Linked DNA regions of Mus musculus: all the other regions are linked to region 1. A link is a contact called in public HiChIP or PLAC-seq and promoter capture Hi-C data. All regions are on one chromosome and are shown on one strand. Each heading gives the region's core, a stretch centred on a gene start, on an enhancer-like site or on the middle of the called end of the contact. The rest is flanking DNA. Distances are from core to core; before and after follow the strand shown. Region 1 holds the start of Dck (deoxycytidine kinase). Region 2 holds the start of Npffr2 (neuropeptide FF receptor 2). Region 3 holds the start of Gc (vitamin D binding protein). Region 4 has its middle 50 kb from the start of Gc. Region 5 has its middle 88 kb from the start of Gc. Region 6 has its middle 53 kb from the start of Gm35855.

Region 1 (2,590 bases), core at 44-2,543:
GTCGGTTGGTTCCCAGTGGTAGGAAATGTAAAAGAATGGGCAATTCAAGCTCACCTTGCAAAATGACATGCACAGTGTAGCTCCCCCAGTAAGGTTAAGGGCAGAAACTCTAAGAGTCTTTAAGCCAAAACTCAGTGCTTACCTGTACGTGGGAAAGGGAATAAAACATTGCACACTATCAAACTCATTACCTGCTTTCCTCATATGTGTAGCGTAGTGTTAGGGATTGCTACAAACGCCAACCCAAATGGTGACAACAAAGATGTGCTATATACCACTCATTGTAATATTACTTTCTTTTTTTTTTTTTTTTTAAAGTATTACACTGGGCCAGGCGTGGTGGTGTATTCTTTTAATTCCAGCACACAGGAGGCAGAGGCAGGCGAATCGCTAGAGAGTTCAAGGCCAACATTGTGAGTTCCAAGACAGGCAGGTCTCAAAAGTGAGACCGTCTCAAAAAAAAAAAAAAAAACAGAACAAGAAATAAAGTTCTGCAGAAATAAACAGCATGGGTGAGTTTTAAAGGCACTCTAGTATACTAAGCAAGACACAGAAAACAAGACACTCTGGTTTTGTTTAGGACATCATGGGAAAACAAAACTGGCAGGGATTAAAACAGAAGCAGGTCAGGGCTTGTAAGGGGATGGGAAGGGAGAAAGAGCTGACTACAAAGAAGCGCAAAGGGAACTGGGGATGTAAATGATGAAAACGGTCTCAATTTTGCGGTAAAACCGCAAGTCAGTGAAGCCTACCTGAAGAGCACACCTAAAAAGGGGTTCGCATACCTAAGTTACATCTCAAGAAAAAACAGTTCCCAACAAAGGGTGCACACTGGTCCAGAGCGCGCCTCACAAAGCCCCCGCTGGCGCCGGGCCAGACGAGCCACCGCGCCGGCGCGAGCAGGGCAGCAGGGAAGGATCCTGGGGCACCAGCACAGCACCGCACCGGGGACACCTTACCGATGTTCCCCTCGATGGAGATCTTCTTGATGCGGGTCCCCTCGGAGCTGGTCGAGGGAGAAGGGCAGAACCTCTTAGGTGGGGTGGCCATGCCTAGCTCCAGACGGCTCGGGTGCGGAACCTGCAGGGACACGGCGGCACGGGCGGCTCCGGGTTGCAGCGTCAATCTCGCGCCGGCGGGACCCGCACTTTGACTTTGGCGCGCGGAGGCGCAGGCGATTGGGCAGACCGTGGAGAACCCGCCCTGACGGCCCCGACTCCCACCCTATACGCCTCGCCCTCGCGGGATCTGCATGTCTGTGGTTCCTCCGGGCGGGCCGGGCGTCCCAGGAGCGCAGGGTAGGGGGCGGGGCTTGTGAGGAGAACCCTGAGAGAGCCGGGCGACTGACCGTGCGCGACGAGCTGTGAGCCGGAGGGGGCGGGGCCTGCGGGATGAGCAGTGGGAGGGCGGGGGGCGGGCCTTGCGCAATGAGCTCATTCGAGGGCAGGGGCGGAGCTTGAGCGAAGCGCCTAGGGAAGAGTAGGGTCAGGCTTTTCTGGACCAGCCCTTTGGGATCCTGTCAGGCTTCGTGGTTTGAACTTTTCCGGGAAGAAAAGTAAGAACTAGTAATTTCAAACTAAGAGCCTCAGTAGGTGTCTCTCACAGAAAACGTGTAGCTGTCCGTCACTGTCTTAAGAGTTATTTCGTTAACCAGCGATCTAGTACCATCCACCATACAGGATAGTGCCTAGAATGAAAGGAAGGGAGGGAGTGGCTACTGGTTTAAAGTCTGGGACCAGAAGTGAGACTGGAAACTGGCATCATAACACCCAAGGTCTCCACTTTAATTTGCATGCTACACCGTGCTGTTTATAAAGTTACCTAACACTAGGTATGTTTCTCAGCAGCATGGCTATGACTTAACATTGCATGTCCATGGCCTAACATGTAATTAATGTTTAAAGTCATATACACATGTTTATACATAGAGATGTACTCTGCACACACACACACACACACAGCATTCTGCTAGGTTGAGCTAGAGAGAGGTGCTATTTAATCAGGGTATAGACCTGGTAAAAAGATTACCCATCTGGAAGTCAGATTCAAATTATCTACAAAAACAAAGGAACTTATTTTTTTTTTAGCGTGTAACTATCATTTGACCTAAAATATGTCCTAAAAATGGACCTAGCAGCGGAGAAATGACGACTTCTACAAAAAAAGGAGCAGGTATTAAAGTGAGTTGTTGGACTGGCTGGATTTAAGGCCCACTCCATGAGATGTAACACATATCTGACACTGCTCAGGTGGCAATCCAAATACTGTTCTGCTACAATAACTGAACAATAAAATGATACCTAGTGATATCCTATAGGTCAGTATCTCTTGTAGCCAGCATCAGAGATGCTTCTTTCTGCAGAACCAAACCCACAAAGGCATAAAGTGCAGAGAGGGAGACCTTGGCATACTCTGCTTTAAATGGGATGTCTCCACCAAAGCCCTCTCCTCAGGGCTCTGGGAACCTTATGGAAAACGATGGGGAAAGTCTAGGAGTCAGAGGCAATGGAGGACACCAAGGACACAAGGCCTTCTAAACCCACCATGACCAACACACACATGAATTCACAGTGAGGCAGCATGCATGTTC
Region 2 (2,590 bases), core at 39-2,538, 760 kb before region 1:
GGTGTCTGAAATGCAGCTGGAAATCCTTATTGCGACGCAGAGGCATTTGCAAGCTTGCCTCCCCAACCCCACTCCAGAATCCAAGTTCAATAACAACTGCAGCACACTGCAGTAAGTTCTCCAGGCACAAACTGCTTGCTGGCTTAGGGTGAATTTGTGTCTGGTGAATTTGAATCTGTATACTCTACACATTTCAGGTTAATAACACCCAAGTTTTAATAGTAACACGTGCCTTTCAAGATAACGAAGTGTGCAGTGATGGCGATATTTTATTAAATCAGGCATCTGCAACAGTTCTTTTCTTTTCTTTTCTTTTCTTTTTTTTTTTTTTTTTTTTTTTTGGTTTTTTTTTTCGAGACAGGGTTTCTCTGTATAGCCCTGGCTGTCCTGGAACTCACTTTGTAGACCAGGCTGGCCTCGAACTCAGAAATCTACCTGCCTCTGCCTCCTGACTGCTGGGATTAAAGGCGTGCACCATCACGCCTGGCTTGCAACAGTTCTTAAGAGGAAAACTTAAAGTTTGCACGCTGTGGCCACTCAATTGTGCTATTGATAAATCTTATCTTTGAGCATTCTATGGAAATGTTGCAGATTCAGCTGTAACTTATGATGTTATTACTTTTTCCCAACTTATTTTCAATTGGTTCAAGCAAGAAACAAAAATATATCCTTCACAGCTCTTCACACATTGATTTGTTCATCCTTTCTCCTTATCAATTGCAAATGGCTTAGATATGTGCTATAAAGAAAATTCAGATACTCCGCTCAAAGAAATTTGAATATCTTGATTTAAAAGAAACCCTTTCATTGTTCACGTTATATTTAATATTGTTTAAAATGAATGTTTGAAATATCGCCATCCTGGCTGGAGAGAAATGAGAAGTAAATGTATTTTTGTGCCTTGGTTCTAATTACAGGAGAGTGTTTTCCTCTACTTCATTACCAGACCCCTCAAGGTCCCAGGACTGCACTGCACTGCTTGCTGATTTGACACAAAAGAAATCCCATCAATGTCTTCACTTAGCCCCGTGTGTTGTCCTGCGCACATTATAGTTTTCCTGGCGAACCCAGCCACACAAACCAAGCCTGGTCCAGAAAGACCACTGCTAAGCATCATCTTGGTGAAGCAAAGGAACTGCGAAGGACATTTTTGTTAGCATCTCCAAGGAGATCCACTTACCTTCCTAAGGAGATTCAACAAGTTTGCCAGTGTTCACCTGGAGAGAGGTTGGGGAACTTCGAGGATGAGAAAGAACCGCCATTCGCCATCCTAGCCAGGTCCCATCTCTCTGAAGAACTCAGACGCCCAGGGGGAGGGGCGGAGCAGCGCAGGGAAACCCCCAGGATAAACTTTGGCCTGGGACCAGACCAAAGCTCCTGGGATAGTATCCAGAGAGCTCAAGGAGCCTAAAAGGCTCTAGGGAAAGGCCAAGAGTAAAACGGAGAATTCATGTCACGGAGACTAGTGGTGACCCTGAGAAGGGAAATCCCACCCATGCCAAGAGCCCAGGCAGTCTCCCCCGTGCCCTCACCTGTTCCTGGGCAAGGACAGATTCCCAACCCTGTTGAAAGCAGAAGCCAAGCGGAGCCTGAGCAACAGGTTCTGTCTGGTTCGCGGGCTCTGCTCTACCAGGTGACCTAGGTGCGACTGGCTAGCCACTTCCCTCTGCAGCGGGGCTGACGCCGGCGGGCTCTGCACTCTCCGCTCTTGCTGCACTCTCAGAACTGCACTGGTCGGTCAGCTGCTGGTTAGTCACAGCGCAGCTACTCTCAGCCTGCTTAGGGGCGGCTGGGTAGCTTGTGAATTCAGAATCTCTGCGCTGCAAAAGAAGGGAAGCTGCTCTGATTACTGCCTCCTGGGAAGGCTTGCCTTGTTTAATCCTCTAGGTGTCTGTTTCTTTTTGCTGCAAAAAGACAACTGGTGATAATCTTAGTAGGTTCTTTAAGAACTAAACGGATAGCCACCCTTAAGTATGCCAGAATGGTCGTGGTACATATTAATCATTCGTTGATTTTTGTTAAGTTCTCATAACAGCGAGAATTCCATTTTAGATTACAAATGAATCCTCACCTCCACTGCTCTCTTTGTCCTCGTAGCTTGAAAGACCTCACTGAGGTTCTGGAAGTGTGGATTCTCATAGCCACCAATAGGGACAAGGAGAGCCCTGCGGTGACGCTAACACAATTTCTTCGAAGTTGCAAATGACTAAGAGAAGTCACGCTTAAAATAGGATGTATTAATTCAGAGATTCACAGGGTGAATGAAAAAGTTAAAGACTCTTTCAAGGAGTGGCAAGGGTACGATCAAGGGGATCAAGGGGATCAAGGATGCGAGTCTGGTCCGGGTAAGACACTAACAGCTATGAGAAGCCATAGGGAATTCTCCATCCACAAAGCACCACGGCTTTTGTGCAAGATCATGGGGGTGGCGTTTCAATCACACTAGAGGCTGCCAGTAAAGGAATACTTGGTTGGGGAGTAATAGTCTTCTCTCTCTCTCTCTCTCTCTCTCTCTCTCTCTCTCTCTCTCTCTCTCTCTCTCCAGTCCTCCCTTCCTCCCTCCCTCTTTGCCCCCCCATCGCTCTCTCTT
Region 3 (2,590 bases), core at 46-2,545, 690 kb before region 1:
ATCTGACTAAGCAGGTAACTGTTTACTGTGGTTTGAGATGTTGGTGGACTCTGTCTGCACAGCTAATCTTTAACCACTGAATTGATTGGTAAGGGCATTCTCAGGCACCTATCTTTAAGAGCCCAGACATGGGGTTGAATTTTAAATCTTCAAATGGAATGTAGATTTCCGTGGTTCCTATGCTATCCTCAGATGTTGGAAACATGAGTAGTCAGGGAGAATAACTAGGAGAAATGAAAGAACATTAATGCGTGCAAACATGCATTAGATATCCGGCACATGGTTCATCTTAATCCCACACTAAGGGAAGAGCAATACATACATACATACATACATACATACATACATACATACATACATACATAAATACATAAATAAATAAACAACAAATAAACCAACAACCCCCCCCCTAAGAGTTCACAACTGAACAATGGGTCTAGAGAGGAGAAATAAATCTATATTATTCAGAAATAAGAGCTGGCTAAGACTGTGGTTCCTGAACCTGAGGACCCAATGTCAGTGTAAGATCAATATCTGACATTCTGGGCAAGGTACAGGATTCACATGAGGGAAGACTCTCTTTTCTAAGATAGAGATGCAAGATATCAAGTCCTAAAAGGTCCCTGTGAATTTTTTAGTTATGCTATTATAAAATATGTCAAACACATGGTAGTAGAGGGATCTCTAACTGATCTGCAGTGGTCCTAAGATTTTTACATCACATCGTGTGTGTGAGTGTGTGTGGTGGGTACTCACATGCTCATGTGCAATGGTAAGCCAGCCATTGAAGCTCTCCATCTATTATTTTTCTCATCTCAAGAGCTATTCTAAACATATACTCAATAGTGCACTGTAACACATAGATATAAGGCATGATGTCACCACAATTACCTAATGACATTAAATTCATGGAGTTAGAGAATTGCAATAAATTAACTGGCTTCTTGCTCTTTACTCATAACTTAAAATATCTAATCTGTGATATTTTAAAATAATGCTTATTTGTGTTAGATTTAAAGAGAGAAAGAAAGGGAGAACAGGAGGAAAAAGAAAGGAAGAAACACAGCTCCCAATTTTTCCATCAATACATAGGAGTGGTAGGGAGTACCCAGAGAAGACATAGACATATCTTTTCCTCCATATAGAATAGGGAAGTGTACCCCTACTGGTACATTAAGTAGATGCCATGGAAAAACTGCAGTGGGAAAGTATCCACATGCCTTGGCTTTTCCCAGTGACAAAGTTAATGATTAAAACCTCCCAGACTCTCCTCCATATTCCCCAGGGGTATCTATTTGCCTTATGATGATATTACTATCTATTTTTGGGAACAAGGCTGATTGTCCCTTGCTTCTGGGCAGAGATTAATAATTGATGAGTTTCTAGTTAGGATCGTTTGCAAATCCTGTGCTCCTGCCTTTTGCGTGGTGGCCGGCAGGTGAGAGGAGGTGCTGCAAGACTCTCTGGTCGCAGAATGAAGAGGGTTCTGGTTCTCCTGCTGGCCTTAGCCTTTGGGCACGCTCTAGAGAGAGGTAAGGCTCCTCTTTTCACTAAGAACTATTGCTAATTTAATTTCCCAGTGCCACTTTAAAACTTGAAGAGTAACTAACAGAAGAAATAGTGGATGCTCTAGAAGACAATAAAAGAAGGAACAAAGAGGGATCGATCTGAGCTCAGCTGGGCCATGTAGCATTAGTAAGAAATGCTCCCCACACATAAGAAATAAGTAGCTCACTAAAGATAGAGGCAGGTATGGCGGTGCATGTCTGCAACCTCAGAACACTGGAGGTGAGAGTGGGAGGATCTTGGGATTTCAAGTTTCCCTGGTGAACTGGCTGCATAGGGAGTTCAAGGCTAGTCTGGGCTGCCCGAGACCATCTGAAAACAAGCAAAACAACTCCTAAAAGAAAGTAGGGTTATGTAAGCTTTCAGTTTTCCTCCCCACATTGGATAAGTAAGATCTATAATGCAACCGGGGCCTCTGGTACACAACTAAGCATTTTTATTTCCCAAATGCTTACCCTCCTTGGTATCATCACGATGTCAGTGGTACAAGACGCCAGCTGAGAGAGCTCTTTGATCCTCCTTAGAGGATCGTACTCTTCAGCAGTTGCAAGGAACGAGAGTTTTTAAAAATACCTCTCACACAAAATAAGAAACTTTAGTATCTCTGAAATAAAATAATAAACAAGGTAACAGGGGTGGTGTTTCATGGAAATCACCCTTGCCCTGGGACATTGGCCTTTGCAGTGTTCTGAGGCTTCCGACAGTGCTAGCAGGTCACAGGACATGTGTGTAACTTCATAAATTCTGCAACTGGAAAACTTTCCAGAGATGTTTCCATTGATTTTTTTCCAGATGATCTCTAAACCCTAATTTAGCCTTTTATTGTACAGTTTAGGTGTTATTTTATAGATTTCCCTTTGAATAATTTTCATCTCTGGATTATTTTTTGATGCTTATAAGGGCATCTGCACACACTCTGATTTGTCAAATTAAGATGTTCATTTAGTACTCTTTCTTGACAGCAGCATTCAAACCATTCATGTATATTTATAGTAATAACACATTTAACCAGCAGTATATGCCT
Region 4 (2,590 bases), core at 65-2,564, 640 kb before region 1:
AAGGGCAGTCAGTGTTCTCAACCTCTAAGAAATATCTCCAGCCCAATAGTTTGCTTTTTATAGGCTTCATTGTTTGTATTTTATAGTACTTTCCAACCTGTGGCCTCATCTAACATTCATCCTAATCACCCAGAGGTAACCCAGTTCCTATCACAAGAATTTCCAGGAAATTATGTTATCCATGAGATAATACACTAACAGTATGTGCTAGTGAACAGCAAAGACTGACCTAAGAGAACATTCAGCACTCTCCTTGAATCAGAAGAAGTGCTTAACTGTCAGAAGCCATATAGAAAAGGCCAAAGGTATGCAGGTGAGTTTTCTGGAGATGGCTCACCATTTTGCATGGTCTGTGAAGGGTGAGCTCTAAGAATGCAGGGTCCTTAGGGACTTCATCCCAAGATTGCTTCTTGCTGCTGATAATGACTTTCCTGTCACTATTGATTAGTGACCATTAGCCTAATGATTCCTGGGTATCAGACCACCTTATTGGGCAATTTCCCTGCAGATCAGCATGAAGATGACTTTATAGAGTTTCTGATTTGATTTAAATAATTTTACGAAGAAAATTTAAGGAGATGGTTTCAGTTGTTTTGCCCGAAAATGTAATAAAGTTAGAATGAAGAATAGAATGTGCCTCCTCCTCATAAAATAGTAAGTAAAGGCTGCATAGTAAGGAATACGTGAGCTTTCACAATTGTACTAAGAGAAACAAGGGGCTGGAGAGATGGCTCAGCAGTTAAGAGCACTGACTGCTCTTCCGAAGATCCTGAGTTCAAATCCCAGCAACCACATGGTGGGTCCTGAGTTCAAATCCCAGCAACCACATGGTGGCTCACAACCATCTGAATTGTATCTAATGCCCTCTTCTGGTGTGTCTGAAGATAGCTACAGTGTACTTACATATAACAATAAATAAATCTTTAAAAAAGAAAAGAAAGAAGAAGAGAAACAGGCTTGAGACAAATTTATGATCAAGGAAAAACATTCATTCTAGATCAAGTCCAAGGATGAAGCTGTAGATCTCCATGCCCTCCTGGGTCAGCCGATTTGGACCACAAGGGCAAAGGAAGCATAGACAGTAAGCAGGGGTTTTGGAAGCCCTATGAATATGTATGGTGAACGACTACACCAGGATCAGCAATCAGTAGGCAGATCAACTTTACATGGGGTAATTCAAAGCTTATAATTTGGGAGACTGAGAGTAGGAACATCCAGGAGGAGCAAAGTTATTGGCTGGGGATATGAGACTGGGGATACCTGGAATGCCTCATTAGCATTGGGGAGCATTTCAGGAATCTCAAGTGCTGGCCAAACAGGTTTTACAGGAAAAAGGAAATTGTCTATTGTAATGCTACAGAGATCCCTCAAGACCTGGACTCTGCAAGTAAACTCAAATGACCCTGCCTCTAAGTTACTTCTGACTGGTAAATAAAGATGCCAACAGCCAAGAGCTGGGCAGAAGAGACATAGGTGGGGGTTAGGCTTCCTGGGCTGGGAGTCAGAGGAAAACCATGAGAAGAAGGTGGAGGAGGGAGGAGAGGAGAAGCTGCCATGGGTTAGACAAACCATAAAAATATGGCTCTTAGGGATAGCCAATTAGAGTTAAGAGCAGCCCAGATAAAACAGTAAGTAGTAAGCAATAACTCAGGGTTATCTACAGGAATGTAGATTCTAATAGCTTAGAGTGGAGATAGCTACCCAGGTCTTGTGATGATTAAGCCTTTTAGGAAATATAAAGGTTGTGTGTGCCTCTTACTGGGAACTAAATGATCAAGGCTGTGTAGACACCCCAGGTCAGGATTAAAAATTTCTACAACAGTGTGTCCATTAACTCTTGAAATAAGTAGTGCCAGTATCCTCAGATGTTAGATGAAGACACTGGGGTAGAAGAGAGCTAATCATCCCTTGGAAGGTTAATTGCTAGGAAACACACTCACACACACAGAACAGTAGAAGGATGCGTTGGGGTTTAGCTGGATATGCACAGACAACTTTGCACAGTGTTTTGTCCTCCACTACAACTTTAAGGTAAAGGCTTCTCAGGGAAACGAGATGCAGCAAGGCAGATGGCAGATCTTTAAACATTTCCAGAGCTTCTAGTCAGCACTTACCAAGCTTAGCCCTAAGTATTACACTGGCTTCCCCTGTGCTTCTGCAGGCAGACATAAACCAGGGAGAGGATAGAGAATAAACTTTGTAGGCAAGTGGAGAATCGCTGAGAATGAAATGAGGGGAAAACTGGCCCACCTCAGTTTCCAGACCTGAGTATTGCAGCAAGCTCTTTAGAGTGAAATAGCCCTCTCCCCTGTCCCCTCCCCCCTTTCCCCTCTTCCTCCTACCCCCTTTTCCCCTTCCTCTCTCTCCCCCCTCCCTTCTCCCCACTCCTCTCTTCCCTCCCCCCTTTTCTCCTTCTCTCTCTCTCTGCTGCTCAGTCAGCTCCAGGGCATCTTGCTGTCTGTCTCAGGAGTCCATCAGCTGTCATTTTCTTCCTGCATCTCACCAGCCAAGTCAGTTCTGGTGACTTTCCATTTGGGTGCTGAACAGGACAATAAAACAATGCCTCCTTCACTGGTCTCTCATCACAAGT
Region 5 (2,590 bases), core at 56-2,555, 610 kb before region 1:
TGGCAACGATTATTAGTAACATTTCACCACTGGCCCTTCCTTGTACTCGTTTGTCAATTAAAATTCAACTGAGAGCACAAAGTATGGTTTATACCCAGAAGTCTGAACATTTGTAGTACTGTTTCCAAACTCATACATGCTAGGAGGGAAGTGTTTTCCAAAAGTGCAATTTATACACTTGCGATACAAGGCTGCGATATAAGGAATAAATACATAATGTGTATTATGCAAGTAAGCAGGGCGTGCTACTGATCTGAAGTTCCCGTGGCTGAACACAGGTGCAGAATTTAGGTCCCAGTTCTGGAAAGCAGTAGCATAGTTCCTGGCCTCCTGATACATTCCCTGGGTTTGATTTGATTCCTGGCAAAACAGAAACAAAGCTGTGTGGTGTGTCTACGTCTGACTATCGTAGTTGGTAAATAGGAGGGTACAGATGGGAGAGTGGAGAGAGTAGCAGTCTCAAATGCAGGTCAAGTAACTGAAGAAGAACAGCACACATTTCTCTGGGGAATGAAAAGAACCACGGGGTGTACTTTGTGGTGTCTAATGATTCCCAAGCATGTGCCCAGCCCTGGGTGTGGTTAGGCTATCTCGTGTCACTAAAGTGAAGAAACCTGATTTTTCCTCTCCCAGCAGCTACCAAACGCAGGTATCTTCTTGGTTAGGGATGAGACTCTGTGTCCATTTCTCTTTCATTGCTTGGGTTTTGTCTGGTTTGGACTATGCAGGTCCTGTGACACTGTCATAGTCTCCACCAGTCCGTATGATCATTAGTTCCCTTGTGTCTGAAAAATGCTGTTTCTTTGGAGTTGTCAACACCTCTGGCTCCTACAGCCCTCCTGACTTCTCATCTGCATAGATCCCCAAGATAAAGATTCGGCATCTAAGCCCTGGTCCTGTGCTTGGTGGTGCACACCTTAATCCCAGCACTTGGGGGGCAGAGAGTTAGATCTCTGAGTTTGAGGCCAGCCTGGTCTATAGAGCAAGTTCCAGGGAAAGCCAGGACTGCACAGAGAAACTTTGTCTTAAAAACAAAACACAAAACAAATAAGCAAACAATTGTAAGGTATCCAATACTAGAATTTGAGGGTGAGCATTATTTTGAGTGTACATACCCTCACTCCCCCACTGTACAGATGTTCCTTGATGTACAGTGGAGTTACTTCCTAAGGACACCACTGGAAGTCAACTATCATTCTTATTATAATACAGCTGAGCTATGAATCACCATGACTTAGCAACAGTCCACTGCAGCATTGGTTGTTTATCTTCATAATTGGTGCTGGCCAGAGCTGCAGCAATGTCACAAGAGAGCACCCACCAATCATGTGTCCTAGCCAGGGGACAGAGCACAAGTGAGAGAAAAATCTCTTGCATACCACAGTGAAGTCAAAAGATTATAAATGGAACCTTTGTTAACCCAGAGAACGTCTGTGTGTTAGTCTTACACATCATGAGAGTCAAAAAATACATTTAAGAAACTACAAGAATAAAAAAGACTGCCTTTCCTGTGCTTAAATACAATGAGTGCTGTCTGGACACATATTTTCTGGAAGGAGAGGCAAAGACTTCATGTTTAATTAGCAGCCTTTTGGAAAACAGAGCAGCAGAAACTGCAGTGGTTCCCATGTAGCTAAGGGAGATGTGTTCTTTAGAGCTAACACACCGATATCCTGAAAATGAAGCAATCTTGCCCTGACTTAATCAAGAGAGGAGTGAATACTAGTCTTGTCATGTGACACAGTTCCAGACAGCCCAAAGCCTTGAAGTAGAAAGATTTTTTTACACTTTGTCCAGGACTCCCATAGAACCACAGTACTCTAAGAATAGGACACAGACAACATAAATCTTCCTAAGAGGAGCTGTGTTTAATGATATGCAAAAGTAAAATATTATTCTTACAATTTCCATACTTAACACAAAATCTCATACTTATGCCTCACCTTATCCAGTATGGCCAACCCAGTTTTCCCTTTTTTCAATAAAGGAGTGGAGATGTTTATTTAAATAAAAATTGTGAGATACAGAATTAGAATATTTACATCATATGCCATCTTGGGTCCAGCGTGTATGGATAGCTAAACAAACATCTATGATAATCTCAAGATGAAGAATGATATATAGAATAATAGAATTAACTGGCCTAAGGAGTGCCAGGAACCTTAGAAATCTATGTTTTTATTTGAAAATTCCTTAAAAAAGAAGCAAAAATAGGATGGATTTGGTCTTGAAAGCAGCCCATTCTCTGAGGGAAAGTTCTCCAGGGCCAACAAATGGAAACCCATCCATGGTTTTGTCATTCAGTCATCAATTTTAATTTGATTAATAGAACTCTCTAGAAACCAAGTGATAAAAGTTGGCCATTTCAAAGATGAATCTTGCCTTTTGCTATAGTTTCTTTGTAACAGCAGAAGTATGGAAGTAACAGAATATGGGACAATTCCCCACAGGTGTTCAATAAAATTTATCTCAGTAGACATTAGGAAATCTTTGTTTCAGTGAAGATATGATTTTTTTTTAGCTGCTCAGATAACCTATGTCCTTGGAATCTTGATTCTTTTTCTCAAGGACGATGAGCATGACCTAAACC
Region 6 (2,590 bases), core at 32-2,531, 510 kb before region 1:
TTCTTCTTCTCCTCCTCCTCCTCCTCCTCCTCCTCCTCCTCCTCCTCCTCCTTCTCTCCCTCTTCCTCCTCCTTCTCTTCCTCTTCCTCCTCCTCCCCTACCTCCTGTTCCTTCTTCCTCTCTCTCTCTCTCTCTCTCTCTCTCTCTCTCTCTCTCTCTCCATTACTCCCTCCCTCTCCTTTCCTTTCTTCTCTCTCCCTCCTCTCTGTTCCATTGCACCACCTGGTCTACATTTCCCTAGGACCTTCATGTCCTCTCAGTTGTGCCCCTAGCACATTCTTTCCAGCATAGCCATGTTGTTTTGTAGTGAAGGTGCACCACTGTAACCAGAGAGTACACTTGCTTCTCATCATATTCTCATAATATTCTAAGTCCCTTCATTTTGTAAAGGCGGAGCTCAGCCTTCCTCTTCAGTCTTACTCTGAACTCTTCTACACCCCCATTCCCCACATCCAGAAACGGAGCATAATGGAGCCAATTTCTTTAGTGCCACACAGTTTCACAGACAGACTTTCTTTTCTATGGTTTCTATTCAGCATTTGGGTCTCAGGAAAAATTCACATTGTCAAAAATACTTCAAATCTTCTAATCGACATTGTCATCCCATTTTAATCATTTCCATCATGGTCTGATTAAGCTTTACTTATTGTGTCTCTGACACTAAAATAAGAAGGGTGGTGTTGTTTTCTTTTCTCCTTGATAACAACTAATTTTGATGCCAACTTGGGGCTATGCCACTCAATCCAGTACAATCAAGAGAGTTAACATCAGATTCAGCAGGTTTTAAGGGCTCCAGGTCCATGACACTGAACTACTTCTAGGTGCCAGTCATAAGAATCAGGTCTTCAAGTTATGCACTCCTGCTTATCTTGAATGCAAACTCAGGGCTCCTGCATCCCTCTTCATGTCTGACAATTTGACAGCATGGCTAATAAGTCTATAGCAAGCACTGTACTATTAATGATATATGATAAGCAATACAATTAATAAACAGCCAAATGGAACACATACATATACAAGGAATGAGGGAGGTAAACACAGAGTTTTCCTGTCCTATATAGACATGCCACAACTCCACAACCTTGATATGATCATCAACCTGCAAGCACCCCAAGCTTCTTAGGATATTTTCATTAGGTAAGCATGGTTGATTGAATTGGCCATCACTGATAATGAATTCAATATCCAGCCCCTAGCCACTATACCTAAGGGTCTGGATTGAGTGTTCTGTGCTTCAAACCTCCACTCTTACCCTGAAACTACAGGGTCTGCCAAGTATTGCATCATCAGAACAAACAGTGCTCCTGTGGTCATCAGCTCAGGAAGTCCCAGTGCTTTAGAAGCTCTGTGTCAGGAACTGGGGACAAAGACCACATACCTTTCTATGACAATCATTATCCTTTTATATAGACTTATCACAGTTTCTATTCACTTCCTTATTCATTCACCTGTGTAATTATTTGCAAAAGTCCCTCTTTCCCCACCACCCTGTATTTTCCAGGAGGTCAGAAAGCATAATTATTTTGATCATAGTATTGCCTAACACAATGGCACACATTTGAAAAGTATTTGCACAATGACTTAATTCAGTCAGAAAATGCTGATCACATATTATGATATTTGATCACATATATTGTTGATGCTGAATTACTTCCTGGAGCGAAGAGCTTACTCTTTTATGAGAAATAAAATATAATTCGTAATAAATAATAATAACAACAACAATAATAATAGCACCAATGATTAACATTGCACTGATCTCCTCTCTGCTTTATGACAACCATTTGAAGTTGATACAGTTATTAAGCCACTTCACACCTGAAGAAGCTGAGAACTTTGCTGAACTTTATGCAGCTAAGCAGAAGCAGAGTTGCAATTGCCCATTTTCAGACACTCTCTGGAGAAGCAGGAAGGGCCTACTTACCACCAGGACTTGGGAAAGACTTCAGTGAGAAGGGCAAATTGGTCAGAATCCTGAAGAATGAGTCAGCAATTTCTAGACACCACACAGGGTGAGGGCACACCAGGAAAGAAGGAGAAAGGCTGCCGACGTGCTAAAGGGCATGGCATATTTGTGGTAGGCAAAGAGTTCAGCGAAGCTGAAGTGCTAGGTCACACGGTACAAAGTACACAGAAAGCAGGCAAGACAAACAGGTTTCAACCAAACTGGGAAATTCCTGTGCTAAATTTAACCCGAGAAAAGACAAAACCAGTGGTGGTGGTGGTGGTGGTGGTGGTGGTGGTGGTGGTGTAAAATAAAAACTCTTCCCTGGACCTTGTGGAACATCAGGATGGTGTATAAGTATCTTAAAATATTAGTTCTGTAAGATTTTACCAAAGAAAACTTGCCACTCTTGGCTCATTGAGACTTAGAGAGAATGGGATTTCAGACAGACTAAGATGCTTTCTTTTCCCCCTCGAGTATGTTCCTGGACATTTCAGTTCTAACCAATCAGTGTGGCTGAGCATCTCAGCTCAAGGGAGGCAAGATGGGTCAGAGTATGACCAGGGTGAGTCTTCTGAGTACCCACCTCACCCAGGAAGCAGCCTGGTGAAGTATGCCTGCATCACACAAGATAACTAGACAGCC

The links. Promoter capture Hi-C pulls out the DNA fragments that hold promoters and counts their contacts. HiChIP or PLAC-seq counts read pairs in DNA pulled down with a chosen protein or histone mark.
Region 2: an H3K4me3 HiChIP or PLAC-seq map of stem cell-derived neural progenitor cells shows a contact between it and region 1, with 5 times the contacts expected there. The contact joins the promoter of Npffr2 here to the promoter of Dck in region 1. A contact is called at or near these places in 2 of 39 promoter capture datasets (the 3T3-L1 cell line and hippocampal neurons) and 3 of 115 datasets of contacts at active chromatin or transcription factors (embryonic forebrain, embryonic stem cells and stem cell-derived neural progenitor cells).
Region 3: an H3K27ac HiChIP or PLAC-seq map of embryonic stem cells shows a contact between it and region 1, with 2.5 times the contacts expected there. The contact joins the promoter of Gc here to the promoter of Dck in region 1. A contact is called at or near these places in 8 of 39 promoter capture datasets (the 3T3-L1 cell line, the SN4741 cell line, cranial neural crest and 5 more) and 3 of 115 datasets of contacts at active chromatin or transcription factors (embryonic stem cells and hepatocytes).
Region 4: a promoter capture Hi-C map of stem cell-derived epiblast-like cells shows a contact between it and region 1, with 2.3 times the contacts expected there. The contact joins the enhancer-like site here to the promoter of Dck in region 1. A contact is called at or near these places in 5 of 39 promoter capture datasets (cranial neural crest, frontonasal cranial neural crest, maxillary cranial neural crest and 2 more) and 4 of 115 datasets of contacts at active chromatin or transcription factors (embryonic stem cells, extraembryonic endoderm stem cells, forebrain and 1 more).
Region 5: a promoter capture Hi-C map of the SN4741 cell line shows a contact between it and region 1, with 4 times the contacts expected there. The contact joins the enhancer-like site here to the promoter of Dck in region 1. A contact is called at or near these places in 10 of 39 promoter capture datasets (the 3T3-L1 cell line, 3T3-L1-derived adipocytes, the SN4741 cell line and 5 more), 15 of 115 datasets of contacts at active chromatin or transcription factors (astrocytes, cardiomyocytes, embryonic forebrain and 8 more) and 2 of 9 other capture datasets (adipose tissue and pancreatic islet).
Region 6: a promoter capture Hi-C map of liver shows a contact between it and region 1, with 4 times the contacts expected there. The contact joins the enhancer-like site here to the promoter of Dck in region 1. A contact is called at or near these places in 3 of 39 promoter capture datasets (hippocampal neurons and liver) and 3 of 115 datasets of contacts at active chromatin or transcription factors (large pre-B cells, pancreatic cancer cells and pro-B cells).

What each region holds. Positions count from the first base shown.
Region 1 is chr5:88,763,716-88,766,305 of GRCm38.p6, reverse strand. It overlaps Dck (deoxycytidine kinase), which reads right to left and starts at 1,293. Exons shown (of 7, transcript NM_007832.4): 1 at 960-1,293. The coding sequence starts at 1,050.
Region 2 is chr5:89,526,127-89,528,716 of GRCm38.p6, reverse strand. It overlaps Npffr2 (neuropeptide FF receptor 2), which reads right to left and starts at 1,288. Exons shown (of 4, transcript NM_133192.3): 1 at 1,181-1,288.
Region 3 is chr5:89,456,603-89,459,192 of GRCm38.p6, reverse strand. Gc (vitamin D binding protein) reads left to right here and starts at 1,295. Exons shown (of 13, transcript NM_008096.2): 1 at 1,295-1,532. The coding sequence starts at 1,475.
Region 4 is chr5:89,406,630-89,409,219 of GRCm38.p6, reverse strand. No RefSeq gene overlaps it. Among named protein-coding and RNA genes, the nearest start is that of Gc, 50 kb to the left of the region's middle. Within about 2 kb of position 1,314, at least 5 of the 459 cell types and tissues checked have an H3K27ac peak or open chromatin away from gene starts, as enhancers often do. A contact at or near this core is called in stem cell-derived epiblast-like cells, where this site is marked.
Region 5 is chr5:89,369,051-89,371,640 of GRCm38.p6, reverse strand. No RefSeq gene overlaps it. Among named protein-coding and RNA genes, the nearest start is that of Gc, 88 kb to the left of the region's middle. Within about 2 kb of position 1,305, at least 29 of the 459 cell types and tissues checked have an H3K27ac peak or open chromatin away from gene starts, as enhancers often do. A contact at or near this core is called in the SN4741 cell line, where this site is marked.
Region 6 is chr5:89,277,237-89,279,826 of GRCm38.p6, reverse strand. No RefSeq gene overlaps it. Among named protein-coding and RNA genes, the nearest start is that of Gm35855, 53 kb to the right of the region's middle. Within about 2 kb of position 1,281, at least 55 of the 459 cell types and tissues checked have an H3K27ac peak or open chromatin away from gene starts, as enhancers often do. A contact at or near this core is called in liver and pancreatic cancer cells, where this site is marked.